Linked DNA regions of Hordeum vulgare: region 1 is linked to region 2. The links are chromatin contacts, called in public Hi-C maps. All regions are on one chromosome and are shown on one strand. Each heading gives the region's core, a stretch centred on a gene start, on an enhancer-like site or on the middle of the called end of the contact. The rest is flanking DNA. Distances are from core to core; before and after follow the strand shown. Region 1 holds the start of LOC123402253. Region 2 holds the start of LOC123405166.

What was found. Hi-C and Micro-C count contacts between places; a contact is called where the count stands out from the background.
Region 1: a Hi-C map of leaf shows a contact between it and region 2, with 4 times the contacts expected there. The contact joins the promoter of LOC123402253 here to the promoter of LOC123405166 in region 2. A contact is called at or near these places in 2 of 6 Hi-C or Micro-C datasets (both in leaf) and 1 of 1 datasets of contacts at active chromatin or transcription factors (embryo).

Annotation. Positions count from the first base shown.
Region 1 is chr6H:189,612,233-189,614,932 of MorexV3_pseudomolecules_assembly, forward strand. It overlaps LOC123402253, which reads left to right and starts at 1,403. Exons shown (of 5, transcript XM_045096146.1): 1 at 1,403-1,789. The coding sequence starts at 1,731.
Region 2 is chr6H:189,294,087-189,296,786 of MorexV3_pseudomolecules_assembly, forward strand. It overlaps LOC123405166, which reads left to right and starts at 1,394. Exons shown (of 1, transcript XM_045098963.1): 1 at 1,394-2,193. The coding sequence starts at 1,480. The coding sequence ends at 1,989.

The sequences.
Region 1 (2,700 bases), core at 153-2,652, 320 kb after region 2:
TTTTTATAAAAAAGCCCATGTAATTTTTGTTATTCAACCCGCACTCCATCATTTATCTGCAACGCAAAAGAAAAAAACGATTCGCTGCAAAAATTATACCCGTACGCATCGCCTCGTCCCGTCGACCCTGGGCCACCCTGGCCTGTGCCCAGGCCGCCGCCACACCACTCGCCGCCGCGGCCGACCTCAACCGCCACTGCTGCCGATCTCAACCCACCCGCCTCCGCGGCTGTACCTCTCCCCGCTCACTGCCCCCGTTGCGACGCTCGAGCGCATCGCGTCGACCCTGGTCCACCCTAGCATGTGCCCAGGCCACTGCCACACCACTCGTCGCCGCGGCCGACCTCAATCACCATTGTCGTCGATCTCAACTCGCCCGCCTCCGCGGTCGTACCTCTGCCCGCTTGCTGCCTCTGTTTCGGCGCTCAAGCACAGCTTCTGAATCAAATCAACGCGACAGCTATAGCGACTTGGGATGATGCGTCTGCTCGATGCAGAACGGCGGCGGCGCGCGGATAAGGCGCGGCGGAGCGAAGTACTTGCAGGTGGAGGCGGGCCTCCATGGCTCACACGGGGAACTCCGAGGTTATGACGCGGCAACGGCGACTCCTTATGGCCAGATAGAGGCGTCTAACTCTTGCTCCCTTCATCGTATCCCCTCCTCCGGCAGGAACTCATCATCTCGTGAGATCCCCTCCCCATGCCTCCAACCGTGTGCCAAGCACCGACAAGAAATTTTGTTTTGTGGGAATTTGTTTGCTGATGAATGAATGTATTGAATGTAAGATTGCATTGTTATAGAGAGAGAGAATGGAACACCACCTTTAGTTTGTCATCTCATCCCACATTCTCTACCCCATGAGTGAAATAAGATAACAGTCCCTTGATCAATTCACGTAGCCTCTTTATTTTGCTTTGCTTGTCCCGCTTAATTTCTCATCATGGTGGAATTAACAATGGACGGGTTGATTTCTCAACAAAATAAGATAGGACTGACTACATTAGTTAGTTAGCTTATTATTTTCATAAATCAAAATGATTATAAAAGATTAAAAGCGTGTGGTATTTTTTTCTCCCGTTACAACGCACGGACCCTTTTACTAGTCCTTATAACCTGTTTATGTCACCTTATTGCACCTGTTCTTAACCTTAGAAAACGCAATCGTCCCCTCAAAACAAGTAATCCTAGCGAGGACGACTGATCCGGGCTCCAACGAATCCCCGGGGTAGGCCCCACCTGTCACCCTCGCACGGGCTCTACCACTTTCCCTCCGCCCTGCACACGCGGAGCAATCCAGCCACTTGCACGCGGGATTTCCCCCTGCCGGGCGCCTAGCTTAGCTAGCCTAGCAACGCAACGTACTAGCTCAAAAAAAAGAAAAAAAGAAAAAAGAAGAAGCTAGCACAGCAACGCCAACCAACTGCAATGATTCTCCCCCACCCCGCGCCCAAACCAAAAAGCAGATAAGGGGGAAGAAAGCCGCCACCTAATAATGTCCTAATCCCCCCGACCTCCTCCCCTCGATCGAATTCCAAATTCCAATCCAAGGAGAGAAAAAAAAAGCGACTGAGAGCAACGGTGCGCGCGTGCGTGCGAGCCCAGGCGAGGTAGCCGATCCCCCGGACGTACGGGTGGTTCTAGGGTTAGGGTTTGCGCCGGCTGCATCGGTGGCGGCGTCGGCGGGGCTGGGGACCGTGCGTGGGCCTCCTTCGACGGCGAACCGGATGCTATGCTGCTAGGCTGCGGGTCGCTCTCCTCGTGGGTGCGCCGCCTCGTCGCCTGCGTGGGGTACGACTCCTTACCTGCCTATCTATCCACCTCGCTGCATCTCTCGCTCGCCATCTTCTTGTCAGCTCGGCACTCTGCCGCCGCGCGATTGCTCCGTCTCAGGTTATTAGAGGAGACCTGTATCGTATCGCGCGGGAAGTGGATCGCTGCTCCCGTTTGGTCCGGATGATTTTGTGATTCTCGGTAGTTTCTCAGAGCTAGTCTGCGCGATGAGACCAAGGTGATTTTTTTTTTTAATTGTCGTGTAGGCGCTGCGGTTCGTATGATGAAACGTGTTCATGATAGCGGTACCAATCTGCAATGATCTCTGTTATTAGACAGGTTTCACGCATGCATTTAAGGTCTCTGTATTCATTTACCCGATCAGCTCCTGTCGGTCAGAAATAATTGGAGGGGTCAGTTGTTTGAACTCGACCTGAATGATTGCTTCATATGGTACCATGTCTTTGTGGTCATTACCTGCCCAAAGAATGTTCGGTGGTTTCCCAGCAAGGCTGTTTGTAGACTTACTTTTGGTCTGCTGTTAGGTTCCTTGTAGCTCCTTGTTCTTTCCTGCCCCCGAAGCTTCCAGATAGTGGCTTTCTAGGAAGGTTTAGCATAAATCTTCTTGCACGGAGCAGGGAAACCTGTATTGATGTTTTGCTTGGTAGAGTAATATTGAATTTTGTATTTGCTTGCGGAAATAGAAAAGACAAATTATCAGTCGTGTAACTGGTTGCTCAGATTAGCTGATATTTCTAAACAAACTTAGGCTTAAGATTAAGAATGTGAGTATACTGCAGAGTATTATCATGTACTCGTATATCTTTTTCCTTTGCAAAATGCATAGATTCAACTTCAACATATGTAGCTAACAACTTCCCAAATTTGACGGGGAACGCGTCGTAGTTGCTGATGTTTGCCATGTGCTC
Region 2 (2,700 bases), core at 144-2,643:
AAAAAACACAATTTTAGAAATTCCAAACATTTTTTGAAAAATGCGAACAAATTTATAATTCCAAACATTGTTTGAAATTTCTAACCATTCTCAATTGCGCACAATTTTTAAATTATTGAATAAAATTTTCAAATCAGAAAAACAATTTTTGATATTGTGAAAAAAATAATATTGAAACCGCCAATTTTTTTTTGAAATTTTGTACCAAAAATAGAAAAGGGAATATTTATTTAGATTGTAAACTCAATTTTGAAGCCATGAATATTTTGAAATTCCTATACATGTTTTTGGAATTATGAACAAAATTTGAAAAACAGAACAGTTTTTGAAATTGTCAACTAAATTTTGAAACCAAAAACATTTAGTGAAATTATGTAACTTTTTTGAGATTGTGATTCTTTTTTTATAACAAGAATAGTACATGAAATTACAGATCAATATTTTTTAAAACAATTATGGGAAGAAAAGGTAAAGTTAAAAATAAATATAAATGAAAAAATATTTAAAAAAAGGTAAAAGAAAAGGAAAATAGAAAAGGAAAGAAAAGAAAATAACTGGAAAAAGAGATTGTTTACCCTTAGTGACCTTTCCTAGAAAAATGATTTGTCTTAAAAAAGTTACACCTGCAGCCAGAGAAAAAAATAGCTTGTCGGCAGCTATTCTGTTCTGCTCGGCTCCGCACAAGGAGTTTAGCTTGTGAAGCGTGGAGCTGGTGAGTGCGGATTTTTGGAGGCCGGGCTTCATGAAGCTCATTTTTGAAAAACGGTTTTCTTCAACGTGAAAAACTTAAAAAAAAATTGTGGACACACATGTATGTTACGCATCTGCAAAAAATCATAACCTTATACTTTCACATATGGCGTATAGAAAAAAGTCAAATACATATATTTAAAATGGACCATTTTTTGTTGTTGGATTGGAATTTTTCTTTTTTATAAAGCCTACAAATCACAGTATTTTCAAAAGAATTTTCACACGTACGTACGGAACACACACACACACACACAGAGAGACACATATATATATATATATATATATATATATTGGATCAACTTCACATATATAAGTTTCCATGGAAAAAAAATGGAACATCAAAAATTGATTTTTGTATCTTTTTTAAATACCGGGCTCCGCTCCATTTGCATTTTCCAGGAGCCAGAGGACTTCAGAACAGGCCGCTGGTACTACGCTTGACCTGAAATCTCGCGTCGTTCACACGGGTTTTCTTCCCGAGGAAGGTCCTTCAGTTGGGTCACCACGTCCCACACCCACCATGTGCGGTTCCCCCGATTGATTGAGTGTTGACTCATCAACAGAATCTTCCCCCACACAATTCACTCGGGAGGATATAAGGGCCAAGTCGCCAAGATCGTTCACCATCGATCCAGCTTCTAAAAGGCTCTTGATTTGTGATCATAATCCATTACAGACTTCTTTTACTTTGCCAGTATATCTTCCCTTTCCGAAACACATAGTAAAATGTTACTCATAAACTCCACGGTCGAGCTGGTGACTGTCTGGGCGTCCTCCAGCCCGTTACTTGTGGCCTTCTGCCTCTCCCATGTCGTCATCGCCGTCCTCCTCCTCGGCACCCGCGGCCGCACACCTAACGATAAGGGTCGCGCCAAGGAGCGCATCACGGGAGGTTCTGAAGTTGAGACGCCCTGTGCTGCTCAAACACATGGAGGCGAAAGGAAAGATGGAGAACACCACCATGACCCCGTCACTGCCACTGCCATCGGCGGCAGCGACTGCGGCTGCGCAGAACAATGCTTCGTGGAAGCAGGCGAAGTTGACGCGGCCAGCCGTCGGCCACAGGCAAGAGAAAAGTGTAGTGGACGAGACGGCGTGCACATTGCTGCTGATTCGTCATCATCATCAGAGGAGGAGAGACGCGGGGACGAGGAGGACGAACTCATGATGAGAGCAGAGGAGTTCATTCAGAGAATGAACAGAGTGTGGAGGACGGAGAGTTTGCGCGTTTGCTGATGCACTGATGCAGCTTGCTACGTTGAACTTTTGGGAGTTGCATGCTTAAGTACACCGTATTAGCGAATTGTGTTTCTTCTGTTGTTCTAGTCTCGATGGAGAATCTTTAATTCAGGTTATATCGAGAACGTCTAATCCCGGAAGGAGGTAGTACCGCCTAAGAGCATCTCTATAAGATCCCACATTTTCGCAAAAACTATAAAATAACCACCGTTTTGTCGTTTCGAACCGAAAACGCACGCACACCAGACACCGCAAAAGTGACCGGCCTGCGAAACAATTTGAGGGGGCGACACTTTTCCCCGCGGAAGTGTCAAAATCGCGTTTTGCGTGGTCGACCCGGCGGCGACCTCTATTCTAGATCGATTTAGCGGGAGGGACATTTCACCGCGGCAGTTCACCTTTCCTCTCCCCCGTCGCCGAGGATCTTCACCTCCCCGCTCCGGCCGAGCTCCCGGCGACCCTCCAGCGCGGCCATGGACACCCCTGACCCCGCGCTCGTCACCGTGGAAGTAGAGGTAGCCAAATCAATGGCGGGCGGAACCGCGGTGGATCTCCCCGCCGGCCATCTCCGGGCCGCGCGAGAAGCCTCCTCCAACGCCGTTCCTCGCAAGCGCCTCGGCAACATCATCGTGCAGGGTGGCGCGCACGTTGCCGCCGGCACCGTTGCCGCCACCAAGGGGGTCGGTCACCCTAAAGCTCACCCTCCCG